Linked DNA regions of Mus musculus: region 2 is linked to region 1. Evidence: chromatin contacts called from public Hi-C data. All regions are on one chromosome and are shown on one strand. Each heading gives the region's core, a stretch centred on a gene start, on an enhancer-like site or on the middle of the called end of the contact. The rest is flanking DNA. Distances are from core to core; before and after follow the strand shown. Region 1 overlaps Cdh22 (cadherin 22). Region 2 holds the start of Cdh22 (cadherin 22).

What was found. Hi-C and Micro-C count contacts between places; a contact is called where the count stands out from the background.
Region 2: a Hi-C map of the N1E-115 cell line shows a contact between it and region 1, with 5 times the contacts expected there. The contact joins the promoter of Cdh22 here to the enhancer-like site in region 1. A contact is called at or near these places in 1 of 39 promoter capture datasets (hippocampal neurons), 2 of 15 datasets of contacts at CTCF or cohesin (CD8 T cells and the NIH/3T3 cell line), 10 of 484 Hi-C or Micro-C datasets (the N1E-115 cell line, brain, cerebral cortex and 6 more), 5 of 115 datasets of contacts at active chromatin or transcription factors (embryonic stem cells, neural progenitor cells and neural tube) and 2 of 9 other capture datasets (adipose tissue and pancreatic islet).

The regions. Positions count from the first base shown.
Region 1 is chr2:165,193,065-165,198,477 of GRCm38.p6, forward strand. The region is part of intron 1 of Cdh22 (cadherin 22); the gene reads right to left. Among named protein-coding and RNA genes, the nearest start is that of Gm36803, 14 kb to the right of the region's middle. Within about 2 kb of position 2,752, at least 49 of the 459 cell types and tissues checked have an H3K27ac peak or open chromatin away from gene starts, as enhancers often do. A contact at or near this core is called in the N1E-115 cell line, neural progenitor cells, neural tube and 1 more, where this site is marked.
Region 2 is chr2:165,232,200-165,237,612 of GRCm38.p6, forward strand. It overlaps Cdh22 (cadherin 22), which reads right to left and starts at 2,538. Exons shown (of 12, transcript NM_174988.3): 1 at 2,356-2,538. Gm36748 (a long non-coding RNA gene) reads left to right here. Exons shown (of 3, transcript XR_375215.3): 3 at 1-715.

The DNA of each region.
Region 1 (5,413 bases), core at 1,502-4,001:
CCCATGCGACCAGGGTCCTGATGCCTCCTCCTGAGTGCTTTCTACTTTTCCCAGCTGCTGGGGTAGGTAGCTGCAGGTAGAGCAAGCCTGGGGCACAGAGAGGTCCCTGTCCCCACAGCCTGACTCTTCCTTGGCAAAAAGCTTCACCCTGTGATAACCTTACCTCCCAGACTGGAAGAGAACCGAGGGACCGGAGGGACCCTGCAGCCAAACTCAGAAGGGAGCTGTGTGTGGGGACAGAGCCTAGCCCTTGTCTCAGCTCTGCCATTCAAGGTCTCAGCCATCACCCACCATGGACCTTGTGTGTTTGTGTGTGTGTCACCAAGCCACATCAGAGAAGAGCTGCAGGTGGAGGAGAGCTTCTAGGAGGCACAGAGGGAGCAGCTGGATACCCCAGGGGCTCATGTCACACATCCTGGCAGGCCTCCCTGGTCTCAGAAGCCGCATGATGAGACTCGTATTCGGGGCAGTTAATTTTTACTGCAACCCAAGCAGATGACATTAAGGTGTCTGTGCCTTTGTGGTGTAGGAGAAAACTCCCTGGGAAGGAAGGCGAAGCAGACAGGGCCGAAGCCAGGCTCTGATACCACCATGCTGGGTGACTTTAGGCTAGTCCCTACATTTCCTGGGCTTCTTTACAATAGAAGGCTGTAATTGGTACTTAGTGCTCATCACAGGCAACGGCAGCCACAAATGGGGGCTTATTCAGAATCCAGCCCTCCACCCAGCCCTGGAACAATGACCATACGCTCACAACATGAGAAGACACAGAATATTTCCAGAACTTTCCATAGGCTAGAGAGCCATGAACATTGGATAACTGAAAGTAAGAACCTGTATTCTCTGCTTGCTGGACCGAGCACTTCCCTGGGCTCCCGGTGCTGCCCAAGTCACTAGGGAGTAGATGGTCACCTCTAGAAACTGGGGCACAGAGAGCTAGAGTCACTTGACTTGGGTGACAGCTAGCCAGGAAGCAGGGAAGCCAGGACCTGGAGGAGGAAGTCTGGCCACACAGCCTGGCTGCTCTGGAAAGGTTCTGTGGCAGCTCTTGGCACAGGGCTAGCAGCCCTAGGCAGGGAATCGGGCATCAAGTACCCACTGCATGTCTGACTTTGAAGGGTACATGGTCCAGCTCACTCCCATCACCAGGGCAAGAGCTTACTGTTCTCTCTCTCTCTCTCTCTCTCTCTCTCTCTCTCTCTCTCTCTCTCTCTCTCTCTCTCTCTCTCTCTTTCTCTCCATGCTTACATGCAGACATGTGTGGGTATACACATGGAATGCATGATGTGCATGTCTGTGTGTCTGTGTTTATGTGCACAGTACATGCGCAGGTCATAGGTTGGTGTCCAGGGTCACCCTCTAGTGCCTTTGCTTCTTTATTCTTCTATCTTTCCTGTTATGTGTATGGCTATTTTGCTTGCATGTATGGCATGTCTGTGCACCACCCAATAGATACCTGTGGAGGACAGGAGAGAGCATTGGCTCTCATAGAACTGGACTCACAGAAGGCTATGCTACCCTGTGGGTCCTGGGAACTCAGCCCGGGTTCTCTGCAAGAGCAGCCAGTGCTCCTAACGGCTGAGCCATTGCTCCAGCCCCTCTACTTAATTCCTTTGAGACAGGGTCTCTCAGTAGAACTGGAGACTGCAGATAGACTGGACTGCCTGGCCGTTAAGCCCCAGAGATCTTCCTGTCTCTGCTTTCTCAGTTCTGGGATGACAGACACACACCCCTGTGCCCAGCGTTTCCTGGGTGCTGGGGACACAAACTCAGGTCCTCAGAGTTGTGTGGAAAGCGCTTTACTGAGTCATCTCATGGGCCCTACTTTGTTTAGTTTTTTGAGATGGGATCTCAGTAGTCCAGACTGGTCTCAAACTCACAATACAGAAAAAAAAATGACTTTGAACCTCTGATCCTGTTGCCTCTGCCTCCCGAGTACTGGTTTCGCAGGCAAGAGTCACCTCGCTTAATTTACTGTTATGGCCTTGGGAACTGGCACAGTGTTTGACAGGCTTCAGTCTCCAGCTACTAGGGCACGGGATGATGGGCTGTGCCCACTAGCCTAGTGTGGGGACAGCTCCTGAAACAGAGCTCCCCAGACCTTTACTCTGACCCAGCTTGGACTCTACCCCTAACCCTCTGGGCCTCACTCTCCCCCTTCTGCAGTGTGGCGAAGCTGGATGAGACAGCTGACAGTCACAAACTCACAAACTTCCGTGGCTACCATCATATCTCTTTCTCTTTGGAAAGAGTCCCCTCGCCTGTAAACGGTTCTCAGACCTAATCCGCCCCCTTCTCCAAACACGGAGCATGCGCACACATGCACCAGGGATGGAAGGTGACGGGCCCGCTGCCTGGACAGGGGCCCTGAGGTTGAGTTCTGTGTGCTAGTTGATAGCAGCAGGCTCCATGGAGGCCCCTGGGAGGATCTTATGCCAAGCCAGGCTTGGCTTTTGAACCCACCAGACACTGGATTGCCCAGCCCACCAATGGCCTGGGGCCGGATGCTCACTGTGGCTAGGGCTCTTCCCCATTAAGGCCTCCGCGCCAACTGTCTGCAGCTGCGAGACACAGGCGTCCTGGGTGGCGCGTTCCACTGAATCAAATCTACCACAGACTCGGGACCTGACCTCAGCTCTAGAGATGACAGCAAGCAGGATGCCGCCTGAGCTGGGGCTTAACCAGCCAGGCCCTGCCATCCGCAGAGGAGGGAGCCCCGGGTCTGCCGCCTGCTGTGCTCACAGCGGGATCAGCGCCCCAGATCTCTCTCAAAGCCAGGCCGCCACCGCTGGCCTCGCGGCTCATCTCCCGCAGCTCCCTGAGGTCCGGGCGATTATACCACTGAACATTCCGCTTTCATCTTGTCAACCTCGCAGTAAATTACAGGCCCGGGGAGGCGTGGGTCTCCTCCTTAAACAAGATTCAATTCCACTTAGCTGCCCCCCTTCCCGCCCCCCACGTGGCTCCCCCTCCCCCAGCCCGCTCAGGATTTATGGCCCTTCCTTGCCGGCAGCTGGTAACCATGGCAGGCTCCTTGGGGAGGCTGCAGGCTGGAGCCTTTGGCAGCCCCAGGCTTCAGCTAGCCTGGCCACCGCCTACTCAGCGGGGAGAGGAAAGGCCAGGAGTGTGGGGCTTCTAGAAACTTGAAGTCGTGATAACAGCAACACTAGCCACAGTGAGAACTTGTGTCTCACACACCCAGTCTTCCTGTCACTACTGCACAGATGCCAACACGGATCCATTGTACCAGTCAGTATGTCACTTCTTCCTGTTCGATACCGGCACAGGTGGCTAGGTGCTTGTCCCCAAGATACGTTCGGTCATCTCGGGGTTGGTCTGTTTCATCAATTTAGAGACACAGTTGTTTGTGGGTCTGGAGTTGCACCAGGGGACCAGTCTCTTTCTAGAACCTGTTATTGCAGTCTTGGGCCAGGGCGGTCATTGCAGATCTCAGCGCCTGCTTATATTCCTTCAGCCACCAGGAGATCACTCCCTTAGCAGTCACCTAATAATAGACCAGGCCTGGCTGTCCCTCGAAGACACCACTGCGTCATTTAAGGTCCTCTGCTTTCTGGCTTCAAACTGCCTTGTTCAACCCAGGTTTTCTCCATCCCGTTCTGGGGGCTTCCCCCGTCTTTGCTCTCCTTATACATTGCCTTGACCCCACCCCCACCCTTGCTTCACTGCATCTCAGAGGATCAGAATTGGAAACCTATCACTGCTCTCACTTTCCTGACGGAGAGGCTCAGGATGAGGTAGGTGACAGTGGGCTTAGATCTGCCAATGCAGAGCACCCAAAAGGCCACCATCCACTGACTGCCATCCACTGGCTTGACACCGTGGCTCTGAGTATCTTACACTGATAAACCACTTCATTCTCACAGAGCACCATGAGGAAGTCCCTGCTCCTGTAGCCGTGGATATGAAGCATAGAAGTCAAATGACTTACCCAAGAACATACAGTCTAATGTTTGAGCCACACTTCTACCCTGGGGCTCCATGGCCACATGCCCTACAAGCCAGGGAGAAGCAAGAACAGACTAAGGGAACATGGCCTACCTCTTTTCTCCTGGGGCCTGGTCTGAGTTAAGTGTTCCCTCACTCAGATTCTACTCACAAGGAACTGTCCTTTTCCACAGCACCCTTGGGGACATCTGGACTTACAACTCCCTATTATATGTCAGCCCTACAGGGTAAGGTCAGGGGTGTCCAGTCCATCTGTTAAATGGAGTCTCACCCAGGCATCAGCTCAATCCAGCTGTTCTTTGTGGGCTTCCGAATGCAGTGACATTTGACCTGTCCTGGAAGATTCTGTAGGAGCTCAGCATAGAGAGCCCTGGGAAGGGAATCATGGGCAGAGGAAATGGCTTGTGTGAAGTCTTGGGGAGGATGTATCAGCCTGGGGAAGACTGGGATGTATTAAACCCAGTGCCTTGCCGAGGTGGGGTGGGGTGAGGTGGTCTGGGCTGGGGGTGGGGGTGGAGACCTGGACTGAGCTGGGAACCCTCTCTCTGATCTGCATATGCCCCAAACAGACTGGAACAGGGAGGGGGTGCTACTACCAGGTTCCATGGCAGCAGGCTGGGTGCTTGGAGTTGTAATCCAGTCTGGCCCATTGATCCCCTAGACTGTAAGCCAGGTCCCATCTGGGGCGACAGATAGACAATGGTGGTGCCAAGCCTGAGGGGGCGTTTCTCCGTTTCTTCTCCTGACAAGTGATGTAGCTGGCAGATAAGGAATCTTCTTCTCTAATCTCCCTGCTCAGGCTGCAGCAAGGGAAGGGGCTGAGGCTGGCACTCCCTCCAAGGCTTAATCCTCTCCTTCCTGCATTTAAAGCTGCCGGCGACAGTCTTTGGTAGCCATCTGCGGAAGACTCAGGACTAGGGCGAAGGACTAGAAGCTGCTGTCGGTAGCAAGCCAACGCACACACAGGTCTCTTGTTGGAAGGGCTGCCTGAGATGCATGGGGAGCCCCAAAATTTGCTCATTGCTTTGCAGAAGGTAGGAGAGGGGCTGGTGAGGTCCGTGGGGGAGTCACACTTGGGCTGAGCTGGGTCCCCAGCTTTGCTCCCCAACAGCTGTGTGACCTAAGGGAAGCTGCTTCCCCTCTCTGAGCTTCAGTGCTTTTCTATGCAAAATGGGGAAAATAAATCCTCCAAGATTTTTTTTTCTTTCAAAGCTCGAGTAGATGGTGAACACAAAAGTAATTCTCTGGAAAGTCAAGTGCTGGAACCAGGTGAGCCGTGACTATTGTTTTCCACAGGCGAGAGAGGATCACAGTCGGGGGGGGGGGGAGGACAGAAGCACAGCAGCTCCTGTAGGGGTGGGGAGGATTCACCTCCAGTTCTGAGCCCCTGGAGGGGCCCCCCTGTGAGTCTCCACACAGGAGTCCCTCACCTACTGTCTAGCAACAT
Region 2 (5,413 bases), core at 1,288-3,787, 39 kb after region 1:
AGCCAAGAACGACTGATGCAGCCTGTCTTGGTTCCCGAGGGAGGGCTGGTATAACCCTAGCTTGGGTCTCAGCCTAGCCCCCCACCCTCTCCTAGGCTTCCCAGCAAGGGTGCAGTTACATAAACAGAAACTCATTCCCCCCCCCCCCCCGGGCTGTATTTCCAATGGATTTTCCTGATGGAAGAAAACAAGAGAAAAACTCAGATAAAAGAGGAAATTTAATTGGCCAACTCCTTTATTGGTGTGGTAAATAAACTGTTCCAAACTTTGCTGTGGTGAAGATCCCTGTTCCATCTCCAGCCCGAGGCCTCACAGGGAGTCTCAGAACTCCACAGGATACGGACACAGAGAACCCCAGAGGGGGAAAGAGGCTGAGGCCCAGCCTCTGTGCAAAAGCAACCAAGCCACACACACACACACACACACACACACACACACACACACACACACTATACACATGTACCCAGGGTCACCACAGTTTTTCACTTAACAGCTTTCTCCCCCTGAGAGCTCTGGGGATCTACCTTAAATACCTCATGCTGCATGGAAGCAAACGCCTTCCTGCTTTGCCTGCAGTCTGAGGACAAGAAATGGATCCATTTTCCCTCACACTCACCCAGCATACAATTGGTGAGGCCCGGATATCAGGGTGTCTGGGTTCCCATTCTGCCTTTTGATAGTGTTTGCCCTGTGACCCCAGAACCCACCCTCCAATAAATACTTCAGGATGGGAAGGAGGACAGCCCAGGTAGATAGAATCAGACAGGGTGCCCCAGAGGCAGATGTCCTAGGCTGAGAGACCTAGCTTGGTAAAGCACCTGCTGGGGAGCACAGGTACTCTTGTAGTGAAGGAAGATCACAGAGACACCCCCACTTCATCCCAAGCAGTGTTTAAGGGAACACTGGAAAAAGCCGGGAATCCTGCTGCCGCAGAGTAGAGGCTGGCTTGGGGAAGAAGATGCCTTCTGACCTGACAGACACTGAGGCAAGAAGGGTGAAAGAAGGTGGCAACACTGAGGATGAGACGGGCCAAGCCCCCACATCCCAAAAAGAGTCAGGGTGGGCACTGGTGGGCTAGCGTGGGAGATACTCTGAGGGACAGAGGACATAATGGATAGGCTTCCAGGACAGAAGGAGAAGAAGCAGAGGCAGTAGCCAATACTAACAATCAAGACTCTGGCCAAGTTGAGCACTCCTGCTGGTTCTGGGACCCAGGGAGCTCATCAGATGGAACGCACACCCTCCGACCAACGCCGCCGCCGACTAGGAAGGGTAGGAGAGAAAGCAGGGGGCTCCTAGCAGCGCGAGCCGGACAAGCCTTCAACCGGCCGGGCCCCGCAGGCTTCAGCCGTCGCTGCTGTGCCCGCCAGCAGGGGGTGCCTCTGCGGCTTGGGGAGACCTCGGGGGACTCCAGCCTCTCTCTGCGCTCCGCCCGCTGCACCCTACAGGGTCGTCTCCAGCAGCACCCAAGCTGGGGCAGGGACCCGACCAGGCCACAGCGGAAGTGGCGAAGTCAGGTCCCGAGCCAAGGGAGACGTGGTTAGGGATAGTGTCTATCGAGGGTCCCGCAGCCTGTACGCCCTCACAGTCGCAAGGTCCACGCCTCCCGGTTCCGCACCCCGGCCTCCGGAGGGTCAGTCCCGAGTGGCGCGTGCTTTGGACGTGAGCCTGTGAAGCCCGGTCCTTCTCCGTGGTGGGGACAGAGTCCCCGGAGTCGTGTGCGGATGAAGAGGGTAGAGCTACCTCTCAATCTCCACCGGCCATCCGACGGCCGAAGGGAGCAGGGGGTCACGTCGGCAGGGCCACAAGGGTCCTCATAGCCTGTCCAGCTCACCCCACCCAGGGGTGGCCGCAGCCGCGCGTGTCGCCGCGGCTCGACCCGCACACGCACCCGCGCGGCGCACACGCTCCCGCCGCGCCGATCGCCGGGCCTCCGGGAGGGGCTGCGAGCCGAGCCGGGGCGGCGCGGGGTGGGCGGCGGGAATGCCGGGGTCCCGGCCCGTACAGAGGCTGGATTCTCCATCTCCCCACCCCTCCCCGCACTCCGGCCCTACACCCCTGGCGCAGACACCCCCTTCCTCCCCGGCCTCGGGGGCATCCTGGAGCTCAGGACACAGGGACCGCGACTCCCGGGCCGGGAGGTGGCCGGGCTGGGCTCCGCGCCGGGGAAAGTTTGGACGTGGGAAAGTCCCTGTCTCCCCGCCGGGGAGGGGGCGCGGGATGGGCGCGCTTCAGCTGTTGCCCCGGAGCCCGCGCCGCGCCGCGCCCGCCTCTCCCCGGCCCGTGCACCCTCCCGGCCCGCAGCCTTCCCCAGCGGCGATCGGTTGTCCTCCCGCGGGTGCCGCGCGCTCTTACCTTGGGGAGCGGCCGGACTGCACCCTGGTCCGCGCCTTGGGACGCCAGCAAGCGGCAGGATCACAGCCAGGTCCGGCTCTGGCGTCCGCTCGGAGGAGCCGAGGGAGAGCGGGAGCGAGAGGGGGAGCCGCGGCGGCGAGTGCGCGCGTGTGTGGAGGAGCGAGAGAGCGAGGGAGTGTGCGTGTCTGACTAGGGGGGAAGTGTGCAAGGGACGGATCCCTTCCTTCCTCCCGCAGCCTCTGGTGGAGACTCGGAGAATGCAGCGCCCGCCGGGCAGGAGCGCCGAGCAGCGCCGAGCCGCAGGCGGCCGCCGGGCCGGACCCCGCAGCCAGCCGGGGAGCCCGGCCCCCGCCCCGACCGCACCCCTCCCTCGCCTGCGGGGCCCGGAGGCTCCGTCTCCCCCGTCGCCGGCAGCGGGAAAGCCCCCGGGGGAGTGCTCCTTCTCCTCCTCCCAGCCCAGATCCGCGCGAAGGGAGCGCCCCCAGGAGGGGAGCGGGCTCCCTCCTTGCCTGGCGGTTCAGCTGCCCCGAGGCACCCGTGGCAGACTAGACCCTGTCCCCACCACTCCCCTGGCCAGACTTCGCTGCATCTAGCCCCCCTTCCCCCACACACTATGAAAGCCCGGCTTCAAAAGAAGGGGGTGCAAGCGAAGGTAGAGGCGGGCTTCTCAAGTGGCCACCCCTGGCTGGCTGCCCAGAAAGGCCCTTTGCACAGACCGAGGCTTCAGAGACAATCACTGAACATTGAGGTGGACAGAGCCCCTGCCCCGGGGCTGGGAGTCTGCTGGCAGGTGGAAGGTCAGTTGTCCTGGGAAGAGAGCCACGCTGGTCATTCCTCTTTAGGAGCGAGCTCTGGAAGTCCTGTGCCTCCAGCCAGAATAAAAGAGTAGGCAAACAAGACAGTCCAGCCTAAACTTCGTGCCCTCTAGCATGAGGCTAATAAAATCCACCCCCACCCCCCACTGTCCAGAAACGCTTGCAAAGCCAGATTTTCCGTTCTTGCTCAAATTCAGCTAGCCCAATGCCCGATGTCTTTTCTGCCTAGACTGTTTCCTTTTTCTTAGCTGCATGGGTGCCAGCCAGGTGACTGAAGTGACCGTGCAGCTGTATGTCTTTGCCATCTGCCCCTAACCAAGCATCCTGGCCTGCAAAACAGACGCTGAGTTAAAGAGGTGACAACGCCCTCCCTCCGAGACCCTGATTCCTGATGGTCCCTAGGGACCCATACTCCAGCTCGCCCTGGCCTGCTCACCACCGGGAGCTCTAATTTCCACTCTCCCACTCCTCCCTAGTGACTGGTGTCTCCTCTGGGTGGTTGCATTTCTAGTCCTTCCAGCTGAACTCCATCACTCTTATTTATTTTGAGATTTATTCTCCACCTCGACAGCCGGTTCCCTCCCTTAAGTCCTTCTTCTCTCGGTTCATTCCCTTCATTGATCTCCCAAGCGTTGCTTTTGTGCAGTCTCCTGGTCTTTTTCCTCCCCAACCTCTCTATTCTTAGCCTCTACTCTTTCATGCTTTCAGAGACCAGAGGCTGGCCTTCCAGATGCATCTCCACACTTTCTGCTTTCTCCCTCTCTCCCCGACTCACTTTTTGCAGCTGTGGATCCTTCTTTTCTGTCCCTGCCCCAGGCCTGGCTGTGTGCTGACCCCTCAGGACTCTGACCTAATTACAGGGCCATAGGTTGTTTGGGCCTGGGCTGTGATAGCCTCCACATTTGCCTGCACACAGTGGGGTAAGCCACAAAGTCTCTTCTCCCCAGAACTCCATTAGAGCCTTACCTTTTACTCTCCCAACATCTCACCTTCCCCTTTAGGTTGCCTCCTACCCTTATCCAAAAACCTCCTCTCGGCGGCCTCACGTCCTGGGTTCTGGGAGCACTTGAGATTCACCATCGTCAGAACTGCTGTGATTTTGCTTGTATGCAGATCGGTCCTATTTTACAGACGAGGAAACATTTTGGAATATCAGGAATACACAGGCAAAGTGGTGAGAGTGGATTAGTTAGTACATCCTGCCTGGGTTCTCTGCTCTGGAAGAGGGTAAGCCAGGGCTCTTCTGACTGTAGCAGTAGGTGGCAAGAACAGGAAGAGATCCCATGAAAATCTTGGGGTGTCATAGAGGTCTCTTTCCCAGCATTGACTCAGATCAGATGACACCAATGTAACAACAGCAGCTAGTAAGCCCTGTACTACCTATTAATTTTTATGTAGATTATTTCATTTGATTGACACAGCAGACAACCTACAAATTTATAGACAGGGAGGCTGGGGCACTGAGAAACGTGAAACTTGCAGAAAGTCACAGTGCACATGGAATAGTGGCGATAGTGGGGATTTTGATCCTCCTCAGGCCTCTGAGCTGAAGGGACAGGGACTGTTGCTTCCAGGCAAGCAACAGGCCTAGGACATCCCAGGTTTCTTTATGCTATAGTATGTATGAGGTGAGCATACAAGGAGAGTATCGCTCTTGCTCTTCCAGGGTCTGGATGAAGTCATGGAGGACTTGGGGGAGGGGTGTGGCTGGGGATTATTCTGGGAGGAACTTGTGAGATTCCATCAGAAGAGCCAGCGGGGTTTGGTACATTATGGCCTTTGGAGTAGTCATCTGCACCCCTGGCTTTGCCCTCTCTTGAACACAGGTTCCCTTCACCTCCACCGCATGACATTTGGACCCATAATCCTTTGTCACCGTGCCGTCCTGTGCATGGCAGTCTGCCTAGCAGCGTCTCTAATATCTGCTCACTAAATCCTGTGGCACCACCCCCTTCTTCTAGTTGTGACAACTATAAAAGCTGCCAAATGTCCCCTGAAGGGCAAAGTCAGCTCTAGTTGACCATCAGGGCTTCAGTATTAGGGCCTGAACAGTGGGGTCTGTTCCAACATAGTGTGCCTCCGAACAGGTGTCACAGGGGTGTGTGTGTGTGTGTTTATATGTGTGCTTATATGTATGTATATGTGTGTTTATATGTGTATTTTTGTGTTTATATGCATGTTTATGTGTATGCATATGTGTTTATATGTATGTATATGTGTGTATCTATGTGTGTATATGTGTA